Linked DNA regions of Mus musculus: region 1 is linked to region 2. The links are chromatin contacts, called in public Hi-C maps. All regions are on one chromosome and are shown on one strand. The core of a region is the stretch at or near the end of the contact, and the rest is flanking DNA. Distances in the headings are between cores, read along the strand shown.

The links. Hi-C and Micro-C count contacts between places; a contact is called where the count stands out from the background.
Region 1: a contact with region 2 is called in a Hi-C map of extraembryonic ectoderm, with 2.6 times the contacts expected there. The contact joins two enhancer-like sites. A contact is called at or near these places in 1 of 15 datasets of contacts at CTCF or cohesin (pro-B cells), 26 of 484 Hi-C or Micro-C datasets (the G1E-ER4 cell line, Sertoli cells, adipose-derived mesenchymal stem cells and 13 more) and 3 of 115 datasets of contacts at active chromatin or transcription factors (embryonic forebrain and embryonic stem cells).

The regions. Positions count from the first base shown.
Region 1 is chr12:83,502,515-83,508,331 of GRCm38.p6, forward strand. No RefSeq gene overlaps it. Among named protein-coding and RNA genes, the nearest start is that of Dcaf4, 15 kb to the right of the region's middle. Within about 2 kb of position 4,182, at least 7 of the 459 cell types and tissues checked have an H3K27ac peak or open chromatin away from gene starts, as enhancers often do. A contact at or near this core is called in differentiating embryonic stem cells and extraembryonic ectoderm, where this site is marked.
Region 2 is chr12:83,325,744-83,331,898 of GRCm38.p6, forward strand. It overlaps Dpf3 (D4, zinc and double PHD fingers, family 3), which reads right to left. Exons shown (of 11, transcript NM_001267625.1): 4 at 6,120-6,155. Among named protein-coding and RNA genes, the nearest start is that of Dpf3, 160 kb to the right of the region's middle. Within about 2 kb of position 3,063, at least 48 of the 459 cell types and tissues checked have an H3K27ac peak or open chromatin away from gene starts, as enhancers often do. A contact at or near this core is called in differentiating embryonic stem cells and extraembryonic ectoderm, where this site is marked.

The sequences.
Region 1 (5,817 bases), core at 2,932-5,431, 180 kb after region 2:
GGATATTAGAGAGTAGGGAGGGGTATCGATAAAATACAGATGTGGGGTCAGAGAAATGGTTCAACCGGAAAAGGCACTTTCTGCCAAACCTGATTCTGGGTACTGTCCCCAGAATTCATGTGGTGGAAAGACAGAACTGATTCCTGCATGTTGTTCTGATCTACAGAACATATGCTTGGTGCACACTATACACACACACACACACACACACACACACACACACACACACTACGCTGTCATCAGAACTTGTTTTGTCTTGTCTTGTCTTTGGGCTGTTTTTATCATATAGGCTGGCTCCAGTGGAGAGAATATACGTACCCACTTTCACAGCCAAAGCAGTGCTGGCATCAATCTATTTGACAGTGGGGAAAAAAAAAAAAAAAAAACCCAACCACACAGACTTACCTCCACAAGCTTGTCAGTCCAGTTCTTAAGGGTGCCAGGAAGTTACATTCAGTGGACGCAACAATTCCCCAAGCAAGTATTACCTAGCTCGATGAGGCTTGGGCTGAGAAGGTAGGAAAACTGCCCTCGAATGCAAAGACAGAAAGCCTTAAATGTCGGGAAGAGCTCACAGTCCGAACCTGCGTTCTTCCTGCTTTGAGAATCTGGAGACATACTGCCTCTTGATAAGAACTCAGAGTGTGACCCAGTTACTCCCTTTGCACCTGATGTCTCCGGCGCCTTCCATTTCTTCCTATATGAATGTAGTACGAAAGTTCTGAGACTTGAGCCAGATAATGATCAATTACCTGGAAAAGAACATCCAAAAATATGGTCTGAGATCCGGTTTACCGACTAGGCCTTCCAGAAAAATTCCCAAAGCCAGACCTATGGATGATCAAAGTTTCAGAAAACTGTTGTTTGATATGGAAGTCACTAAGGACACCTACATTCCTCTTTTTAAACATTTATTTTCACTTTTAATATATGTATATACGTAACTGGCGTCTATTTTAGGTAAGAAGCCCCCAGGAGAGCAAGGCAGGAAACAGGGCAGAGTCCTGAATTTGTTCTGTGCTGCATACTGTACAGTGGTCATCGCTTAACAATGCTCTGATTTCTGGGAACCCTGCAAGGGACTCTCTTGCAGAGCCATGGTTAGTGCACAGGGCCCCTGTTCTTCCTGCCTTCCCTTCTGGACTCTTACCCATCCAATACCAGGAGTGCTCTCTTAATGGATGGGTGGAAATAGTTTAGGCAGAAGTTGAGGAAGGAGGAAGAAGGTAGTGATGGCAGGCTTGCTTTCAGAGCTAAGAGGCCACATAGGCTTTGAAATGTCCCAGATGAAACAAACCCCAAAGCCCCAGAGCAAAGTTGTCACTTACAACTGTTACCGATGGTTGTGGGCTGCCATGTGGATACAGAGAGCTGAACTCAGTCCTCTGTAAAAGCAGCCAGTGCTCTTAACCACTGAGCCAAGCCATCTCTCAAGCCCCTGGGGACCTATTTATAATTACTAGGAAAAAAAGACATCTTGGGGACTGGAGATGTCAGTAAACAGTTGAGTTGGTAAAGCACTTGTCTAGAGTGTACAAAGTCAGCCGGGCGTGGTGGCGCACACCTTTAATCCCAGCGCTTGGGAGGCAGAGGCAGGTGGATTTCTGGGTTCGAGGCCAGCCTGGTCTACAGAGTGAGTTCCAGGACAGCCAGGGCTACACAGAGAAACCCTGTCTAGATAAATAAATAAATAAATAAATAATAGAGTGTACAAAGTCCTATGTTTAAAACTCCAGCACGATGTAAACCAGGTATAGTGGTGCACACCTATAATCTCAGCACTCTGTAGGTGGAGGCAGGAGGCCATACTTGAACATACATGCATACTTGAACATACATACTTACTTACTTGAACATACATACAAATATGCATACTTACTTACTTGTACATACATACATACATACATACATACATACATACATACATACAAGACCAGCCTGGCCTACATGGCAACTTTTCTTTTCCTCCTGTCTTCTTGTCTTCCTATCTACCTTTTTAATTTTTCTTCTACATTTATTCGTGTGTGTGTGTGTGTGTGTGTGTGTGTGTGTGTGCGCGCGCGCACTTGTGCACGCTAGCGTGAAGGCCAGAGGACAACTCTCAGTAGTCAGCTCTCTCCTTCCTAGTATGTGGGCTCTGGGGATCAAATTGAGGTCTTCATGCTTAGTGGCAAGCGTCTTTATCTCCTAATGTGCATACACACATGCAGACAAAAATAGACAGGCGGGGCTGGAGATGAACTACAATCCGGAATTGGAAGGCTCACCAGTGACCCTTATCTGGAGGCTTGGAGATCCTTATCTGGATCTTGGTTTGAAGATCTTGAGCCATAGTGGCTATGGATTCCAGAAGATTGAATCTCCGAGTTTAAGGAACACACCTTTAATCTGGGCTATGCCTTTCATCTGGGATTAAAGGTGTGGTGGAACACACCTTTAATCTGGGCTCCACCTTCTGCTGGAGACAATATAAGGACATTGGAAGAAGGGAGTCTAGCTCTTGCTCTTGCTCCTTTGCCTGCTTGCTGCGTGAGACTGAGTAACTGCTAGATCCTTGGACTTAAATATCCGCCGACGAGGGCTTTGACTGTGTTTCCTGCCAGCCCTATGTGGTGAAGCCTGTGGTGCCCGTCGCTCCACCAGAGCTGGTACCTGTGAAGGTAAAAGAGCCAGAGCCCCAGTTCTTTCGCTTCGAGGGTGTGTGGCTGACAGAAACTGGCATGGCGGTGCTGCGTAACCTGACCATGTCACCACTGCACAAGCGGCGCCAGCGGCGAGGACGGCTAGGCCTCCCAGGCGAGGCAGGGCTGGAGGTTCTGAGCCCTCAGATGCCCTTGGCCCTGATGACAAGAAGGATGGGGACCTGGACACTGACGATCTGCTCAAGGGTGAAGGCGGTGTTGAGCAAATGGAATGTGAAATTAAGCTAGAAGGCCCCGCCAGCCCTGATGTAGAACTTGGCAAAGAAGAGACAGAGGAAAGCAAAAAGCGCAAGCGCAAACCCTATCGGCCAGGCATTGGTTTAAATAACTTTAAAAGTCCCACAGTCTTTACATATTCTTAAAATTTCAATTTCTTTAAAATAGCCATCTCTTTTAAAATCCAAAGTCTTTTTACAATTAAAAGTCTCTTAACTGTGGGCTCCACTAAAACAGTTTCTTCCTTCGAGAGGGAAAATATCAGGGCACAGCCACAATCAAAAGCAAAAGTCAATCTAAATAATCTCCAACCGTCCAATGTCTTGGAGAGATGGCTCAGTGGATAAGAGCACGGACTGCTCTTCCAAAGGTCCTGAGTTCAAATCCCAGCAACCACATGGTGGCTCACAACCATCCATAACAAGATCTGATGCCCTCTTCTGGAGTGTCTGAAGACAGCTACAGTGTACTTACATACAATAAATAAATAAATATTTAAAAAAACAAAAAACAGACATGCATGCTTAAAAAAGGAAACAACAAACAACAGCAACAACGCAAGAGGCCCTGTCACAGTATCGTGCTATGGGGATAAACGATTGAGATGTTCAGAGCTATCTCTCAGGCCTGACCTTTGATCTAAAAAAAGAGAAGAAACAAAAACAAAGAACAAGGAGGCAGAAAGAAGAAGAAAGAAAAGACAGACATCCAGTATGAAATCTATGAGCTGCCCCAATGTCTGAGCTCACATCCCCTGACAACAGTCATGCCTGACTTTATTGTTGAAACACAGTTGTTTAAAAAAGAAATATAAAAAAAAGTTCACAATCTATTAACTTGCCCGCCAAACCTCTTCATAAGTTGACTATCTGTAATGATTCAATTTTACCCTCAAATAGAGTCTAGTGCCCTCGAGTCCACAGTCTCAAGAGAAGTATATTGTACGTCTTAAACTACATCAATGCATTAAAGGCCATTTCAAAAAAAAAAAAAAAGTTCGGTGGCATTTCCCATGCAAGATGAGAAAAGACACACAGCAATAAGAGTCCCACTTTCCTAGGATCTCCCAAGTCCACCGTTTGAAAGCCTTTTGTCCTTGTGAGCCTTTGGAAGCAACTCTCAACAGCAAAGAAGAAGCCTCGTTTTGCAGCATCTCTGTTTGCAAATGATTAATGATTTAAAGCGACCTCACCTAGGGTGGTTTGAATGGGACTGGCCCCAACAGGCTTCTGTATGTGAACACTTGGTCCCCAGTTGGTGGCGCCTCTTAGAGAGGGTAGGGAGGTATGGCCTTACTGGAGGAAGTATGAGGCCTCACCCGGCTCCCTGTTGGCCACCCCTCTGCTTCGTGCTTGTGATAGAAGATGTGAGCCCTGAGCATCTCCTCCTGCCCGCTGCCGTGCTTACGCTGCCAGGATGAACTCTTATCCCTGTGCAGCCACAGGCCAAGAATCTCTTCGTCCTACAAACTGCCACGGGCATCCTGTTTTTAACACAGGACAGTAACTCATGAGGCACTCTAAGGAGTAGCCTCAACTGAAAAGGAGACTGTCGCCCAGTCTCTAAGAGGCACTCCAAACACCCGACTTTCAGGTTCAAAGTATACAAATGAATGTTTACACTCGAGTCAAAAACTGGCAACAGACTGGGCGTGGTAGCGCACGCCTTTAATCCCAGCACTTGGGAGGCAGAGGCAGGCGGATTTCTGAGTTCGAGGCCAGCCTGGTCTACAAAGTGAGTTCCAGGACAGCCAGGGCTATACAGAGAAACCTTGTCTCAAAAAAACAAAAACAAACAAAAAAAAAAAAACAAAAACAAAAAAAAGAAAAAAACTGGCAACAATGGGTTTGTGACATCACACAATGCTATTGTCATTAACTGCCTACAAAGCAAGGAGGTTTCTTTCACAAACCGCTAAACCACCAGGCAGTAGTGGTGCACACCTTTAATCCCAGCACTCAGGAGGCAGAGGCAGGCGGATTTCTGAGTTCGAGGCCAGCTTGGTTTACAGAGTGAATTCCAGGACAGCCAGGGCTACACAGAGAAACCCTGTCTAGGAAAACTTCAAATCAACAGGTGGTACAGTGTGCCCCACTGTCACAGAGGCCTCCCTGCCTTCCCCATCCCACCCCACTCCCAGCCCCGTCGCGCCCCCCCCACCCCCACACACACACACGTTTCCTGCCCCCTCCAGGCCTGGCTTCCGTTTCTCTGCCTTTTTCCTCTTCCGGGAACAGTGGAGAATTTAACCAGGTTATTTCGGTACCTAGTACACATGGAAGAAAGCGCTGTGCCAAGATCTCAAGATCCTACTAAAAGTTTCCTGAAGTTTGCCGAAAGCAGCCAACGATTCTGCTGACGCGGGAAAGCCGTCAGAAAGATGTGCAATAGCAAACACAACTGTGGCTTTAAACACTGTCCCAGCAGCCCCATCATCGGCAATGAAGGTAATACTTCGGAGCCATCAGGGTTCCCTCTGCTCGTCCGTTTCCACCCGTTTCTCAAGCTGAGTCCCCTCCAGACAACTATAAACAAGAACGTATGTGCTGCGCAGTCACGTTAGGACTTCGAGTTTCAGGTTTATTTGGTTTTGTTATTTTACTTTTGAAGTACGAAGAACTTCTTCCTCTCCTTGGCCATAAAAATAATACATGCCCATTATAAAGAACTGGAAAGACACATAAAGATACAAGGAGAGAAGAAATAAAAGTCCCCGGAAGCTCAGCACCTTTTGTTTTACTTTGTTTTGTTCACTTTTGTTTGGAGATAAGGTCTTACTATGTAGCCTTGGCTGACCTGGATCTCCACATCTAGATCAGGCTGGCCTCAAACTCATAAAGACTCGTGGTGGTGGCCCACGCCTTTAATCCCAGCAGGAGGCCAGCCTGGTCTACAGAGT
Region 2 (6,155 bases), core at 1,813-4,312:
AGAAGAATAAAATTATTTCATCACAGCACATGACTTTAAGTTTCAGAACTAATCAAGCTTTAAGTTCATAAATTCAAATGAGTCCTCTCTAATATCCCTCAGAACATGGCAATACAAGCGTCAATTTCCATTTTAAAGGTGCATAAACTGAGGCCGCAAACAGTTTTGTCTGTTCACAATCACCCAGCAAAGCCACGGCCAGAGCAAGGACGGATTGGTGAGCTTATCAGCTCCACACTCATCGGCCCTCCCGTGCTGCCGAGACTCCCCAAGTGCACTGCAACAGATGCTTCAGGCAGACCTGAGCGGTTTATTCCCTGTAACGAAGGAAAGGACAGAGGCAGGGGATGAGCCCCCAGGTCTATGATAGAGTAAAAGGCCATAGAAGACCCAGTTGCTACCAGGGAACACTACATGAAGAAATAGACTTGGAGCCCAGGAGAGCTAAGGGACCAGCATGGTAGAAGAAGCCTTTCATGGGCTCACTGATGTAACTCTGAGCGATACAATGTTTTATGCCTCTTCTTATCCATTAAAAACTAGCAATTCTTCAGCTCTCTATTTGTCCAGTGCTGATTACATGCAGGCACTAAGCCAAGCTACAAACAAATGTCCTGGCCTCAAGTAGACCTTAAAGTGTACTAAATGGTTGAAATAACTCATATAACCGTTTAACAGGCATTGTTGTAATGATTGTGAGAGGTCAGTTCAAGGTTCTGTGAAAGGGTGCTCCGAGGGAACTTGACCTGATCTGAAGGTCAAGGGAGGCTTTCCTGAGGCTGGGACAAAAGAACGAGGAGATGTGGGACGTGAGCAAAAAGGATGGATGAGAGCAACTTAGACGCTTCCAGCTTCCCAGGAAAAGGGTTATGTGTGTGAATGGCTGGGCTTAGGCAGGATCTAGGTCAGCAAGAGCTGGTGGAGCAGTTAGCGGACGGTGGCTTATTCAATGGGGAGAAAGACTGTGGTGTGACCAGCGCTCAGTGGCTTGGGGAAAGATGATGAAGGCAAGGCTAGAGAGGCGGCATTATCACGTGACACAGGGCTGCAGCTTGGGTTAGTGGTGAGGAAGTCACACCAACTATGAAAAGGCTTAGAAGGTGGTATGCACTGCCCACGCAGTCTGACGTCACCATTACTGCTCAAATGGTCTCCAAGACACCAATGCCTCTGTAATTTTGTCTTCAAAGTGGGAAGCCCAAGAGGAAGTTACCAGAACATCCCACTCCAGACACATCTTCTAGGTTGCTGCTGGTCACATGATCCTTCCAAAGGACACAAAACATTCCCCGTGACTTCTCTATCTTCTCTGCTTGTCTTGAGGAAGCCACGAGCATTCCCCCCATGGGCTCATATATTTGGTTCCCAATTCATTAGATTGTTTAAAAGGGGTTTAGGAGGGATAGCTTTGTCGGAGGAAGTGTGTCGTTGGGGTTGGGTCTTGAGGTTTCAAAAGTGCACGACTCCAGTTCCTGCACGCCTCCAGTTCCTCCCTGCTTGTGATCAGGATGTAAGCTCTCACTACTCCTCTATCTGCCTGCCTGCCTGCCTGCCACCATGTTCCTCATCATTATAATCATAGGCTAGCCCTCTTAAACTGTAAGTATGTCCCCAGTTAAATGCTTTCTTCTATAAGTAGCCTTGGTCATGGTGTTTCATCACAGAATTAGTAGCCCTTACTAAGACACAGTACTTACAGACAGCTCAGCCAACCTTCAACATCAAAGAGAAATGTCCTTGTCTGCTGAACATGGCCTCTGGCCCATCAATAGGAGATGTGGACTAGGGTCCAGAGCACATTCCTTGGCTTCCTGACCTTAAAATGGGGTTACTAGTCAAGCCAGGCAAGGCCAAATCAGACACTCTACCACCTTGGGTTAAAAAAAAAAAATCATAGAATGAATATGAGGTAGCCCTGTGGCTACTGCTGTTGATCGTATCTTGCATACTTTCCAGGGCTTGAAGTCACTTAATCATGGCAAGTTCCAAGTGCTGATATCTAAAGGTCATTGCCTCTGGCTTCTCAGTACAGTTCTGATGCCCCTGACATATTTCATGATGAGGAATTTGTTACACACAACATGAATTCTAGACTGGAAGGTTAATAAAAAAATAAAATAAAAAGGTGACCGCCGCTGGACTGGTCCCCTAAGTCTTATAGTCTCTTGGCAAGCTGATTTCTCCCTTGAGTTTCCATCCCGCTTGCCATCAGTGCGTAACTCTAGAAGCCTGAGTCTAAAACACTGGCCTCAGATACACAGCCCATTGTCTTCGTTTCCTGCCATGCAGCCCTGATTCCAGAGCCTCTCTACCCAACTCACTCCATGAGAGCATAGGAGCTCCTAACAAACAAAGCCTGAGCCAGGACTCGGGAGCCTGAGTGGGGAGAGTTAGGAGGGAGGAGTGAAGGACAGGCGGCATCCAACAGAACCGACAGCCTCGCTACCTACCACCCTGTTACACACAGGCAGCCCCTGTCCATAGACATCTGAAGAATAAACACACTTGAAAATAGCATTCCCTACTGTTACTCTAAATAGCCTTTAGTGAGCTGGTAACAATGATTTGTGCTTGTTTTCAACAGTAAAGGACGGGGAGGGAGGGAGGGAGGGAGGGATCTCTTAACTTATCCTCTCCTGCTCTCCTGCACTGTCTGCTCCCCCACGCAGAGGAGGAAGGGGAGGAATCTTTATGAAATCTAAATTCACTGCCCTGATCAAAACCCTCTGACTGGCTTCTTTCCATCTCACACAAGGCCAAAAAGCCACAACAACTAGGTCTCCAGAGGCCTGAAGGGTCTGACTCCTGCCCACCTGTCCCACCTCCCCACCCCCAGTACTGTACTCAGACCACAGGGCCTTCTATCTGCTCACTGGACAAGATGGGCACTGACCTGTCTCAAAGCTGTCACTCTGGGGATCTCACATCGCTGGCTCCTGTCATCCCACAGGACTGTGGTTAAACCCACGTCCCTTAGGACATTCGTTTGCCTAAGCTCAGCCCCTCCTTCAACACTGCTTCCTCCTGCTGGCTTTCATTAATCCAAAACTCCAACTCTCTTATGTGTTCACTTGCTTTAACTGGGCGTCACACTAGAAGCAGAGCAGCCCTCAGTACCTACCACTCCATGTTCAAAACAGGGTGCCTATCAGACGAGAGCACACACCAATTAATGCATTAAAAGTTAAGGGAAAGGCACACAGCCAACTTCTTATATATGTAGTCCTGCAATGGAAAGTCAGTAAGAACTTAAACTCAAGGGGCTTGCGGTCTCGTTTCAGCATCCTACAGCACGGACAGCGCAGTCGCATGCTGTGCACGGGCCGCCACACTGCCAACACCAGGGCTGATGCAATAATGGCGATACAATGACAGCATGGATCCTGGCCCTGGGCCATGTGAAGGTGACTCAGACTTGCTCCCAGGATTACAGAAGAGCGGCTGTGTCCACGTGTATCCAGGCTTCTGAGCACTGACTCTGTATCAATCACAGATCCTGTCCATGTACACGAATGAGGTAAAAACACTAACAGGGCCGTGGGTAATACAGAGACGACGCACCTTGCTCCCAACGCTACAGGTCCACGCACAGAGGCTAACGCATGACTAGCTAAACACACAATGCAAGAAAGAAAGCGAGAAGTGGCTCAAACACCTGAGCTAAAAAAGAGGCCACTCCAGTTGTCGGGGACCAAGAAAGGTTTAATGGGGAAGGTGGTGCTAGGGCCGGGCCTAACCACTAAATGCATTCAGTGTACGTGGAAGAATACACACTCCAGCAGACCAGAGGCCAAGAGGAAGAAAGCTGAGGAAGAGAAAGAGACTGCGGATGAACACTAGCCTAAAGCAGAGAAGAGAGGCCGAAGGAGGCCATGTCTACCAGGCTGGATCTATTTAGTGGAAACAAAAGATATATTAGGAAGGAGTTGGCACAAATAGATCTGTGCTTAGGACTAAAGTAACAAGGCCGAGCATGGAAGATAGGGAGAGGGTAGTCAGAAACAAGGCCCCCAGTCTCTTCAAGCAGGCATTTATTGTGTACCTACTATGTGTCCAGCTGGGTGTGTGTGCTTAAGCTGTTCTAGCGAGCAAGGGAGTCAAGGGGCCCGGGAAATGGTTACATTTACACCAGGGGAATAAACAATCACAAAAAAAACCTAAAATTCAAAGAATACTAGTAGGGAATAGTATTAATCACAGTGGTCAGGGCACCCAAAGGTGAGATGAAAGCCCCAAATGTCTGGGGAAGGACTTCCCAAGTAGAACAAAACAATCAAAGCCCATCCCATCTGAGAGAGGCAAGAGCTTTCACTCAGGCATGGGCTGCCATAGAAAGAGTTCCTTTCCCTCCAGCAAGCTCTCCTCTCAAAGGAACAGAGCTCAGCACTGGAAGGAAATGAGCTAAGTCACCACGAAGTCATGGAAGAAGCGTCTGTGTGTGTCCTGTGGCAGAAGCCAATCGGAAAAGGCTACAGTGTAGCCAAGACTAGGGGTGTGGGAGGAGAGACAGAAGGCTGCAGCCCAGGATAGGAACAGAAGGGATGAATATCAGGCCACAGCCGGTGTAGGGCAGTGAAATTGTCTTGTCTTAACACTACGCAGGGTGGACCCCGATCATTATACATTTGTCCAAGCACACAGCATAGAGCACGCCAGCAGTGAACAGTAACATAAACTGTGGATTCTGGGGGAGGAAAGCCTGTCAAGGGCACTCACTGACGGAACACGTGTGGGGTGTTGCTAATGGACGAGGCTAAACTGGAGGGCTAAGGGAGGTGAGAAATCTCTCTTTGTTCCTCTCCGTTTTGCTATGAACCTAAAAATCACAGATTTTTAAGAGTGATCTTTGTCTTTCTGGGCATGGGTGGAGAAACTATTGAGATGGCAACTAAGTAACTCAAGCCAGGGGAAAGGGCAAGGTGATCAGGGCAGCAGGAGAGGTCCAGGGGAGGTATCAGAGCAGGGGCTACTCCGATTCCTGCTGAAGACACTGCAGACAGGATGGAAGGCACAGGGGATGCTGGTGGGAGACAGACAAGTGTGCGTAAGAAGACCTGGCGATGCCTATGTTCAAAGCAGCAGCAATCTCAGTGAGGGCTTTTATAGCTTGTAGATAGAGAGGAGAGACAACTACATCGGGTGGCGGCAACTAAGTGAAAAGGATTTGACTTTTCATCTTAACCCTGGAAGGGCAGAGGCAGCCAGCCTCAGATTCACCCAGCATCTCTAAGGAAATCCAGCTCCATCCATGACAGACAATGAACCACACTCCCTGACACACAGACAGTGAACCACAGTCCCTGACACACAGATCTTTACAAAGCACCACAACAGAATTTGGTGGTGGTGGTGGTGGTGGTGGTGGTGGTGGTGGTGTTAATGAAGATTTTAATAAATTAGTGAACCAATTAAATCAAATGTTAAATTGGATATAAAAATACCATGAGATGTATGACAAAATATAAAGACTTAATATACAAATGTAATCAAAATATAATTTAATTATGCTTAATTATTAATATTATATCAGAATTAACTGGTATTATCGTAACACGCTGCACCACCACCCCCCATAATTTTAGACAGGAGGGGTCTGAGACACACTGAGGGTGATAAATGATAGGTGTGCGTCCTCACAGTGATGTCTGAGAACTTTACAGGTGGTGGACACAGAGGGTAGTGGACACATGAGGATCAAAGCAACTGTCCCTGCCTGGAGGAGGGGTGTCCAGGCTGGCTTTGAAGGATGGGTAGGGAGTGCTGGGAAAGGATGCAAGATAATATGGTGAGGTAGAGCTCAGACTGGGGTGTGAGGAAAGGGGCAGAGGTGAGGCAGAGGCCCCAATGGCCACAAAGGCAAGGACTCAAGTCAGTCTACCCTGTTCTCATTATATCTTTAGGACTCAGCACAACCTGGTGCTTAGCAGATGTGTTCTGAGTACAGATACCAGGAAACCAGGGAGAGGAACAGATGTGAGGAGACAATGATTGCTCCTGAGGTAGAGGGATGCTTTTAATTCAGAAGCTCTAAGCTTCCTGGCAACAGTGTCACTAAGGACCCCATGGCACAGAGGCAGCAGGTGGCGGTACCCAGGAGCTCCCTCGGCAGATGAGGGTACCTGTATCTCCTGGATGCTTTCCTCTTCTCTGGCATC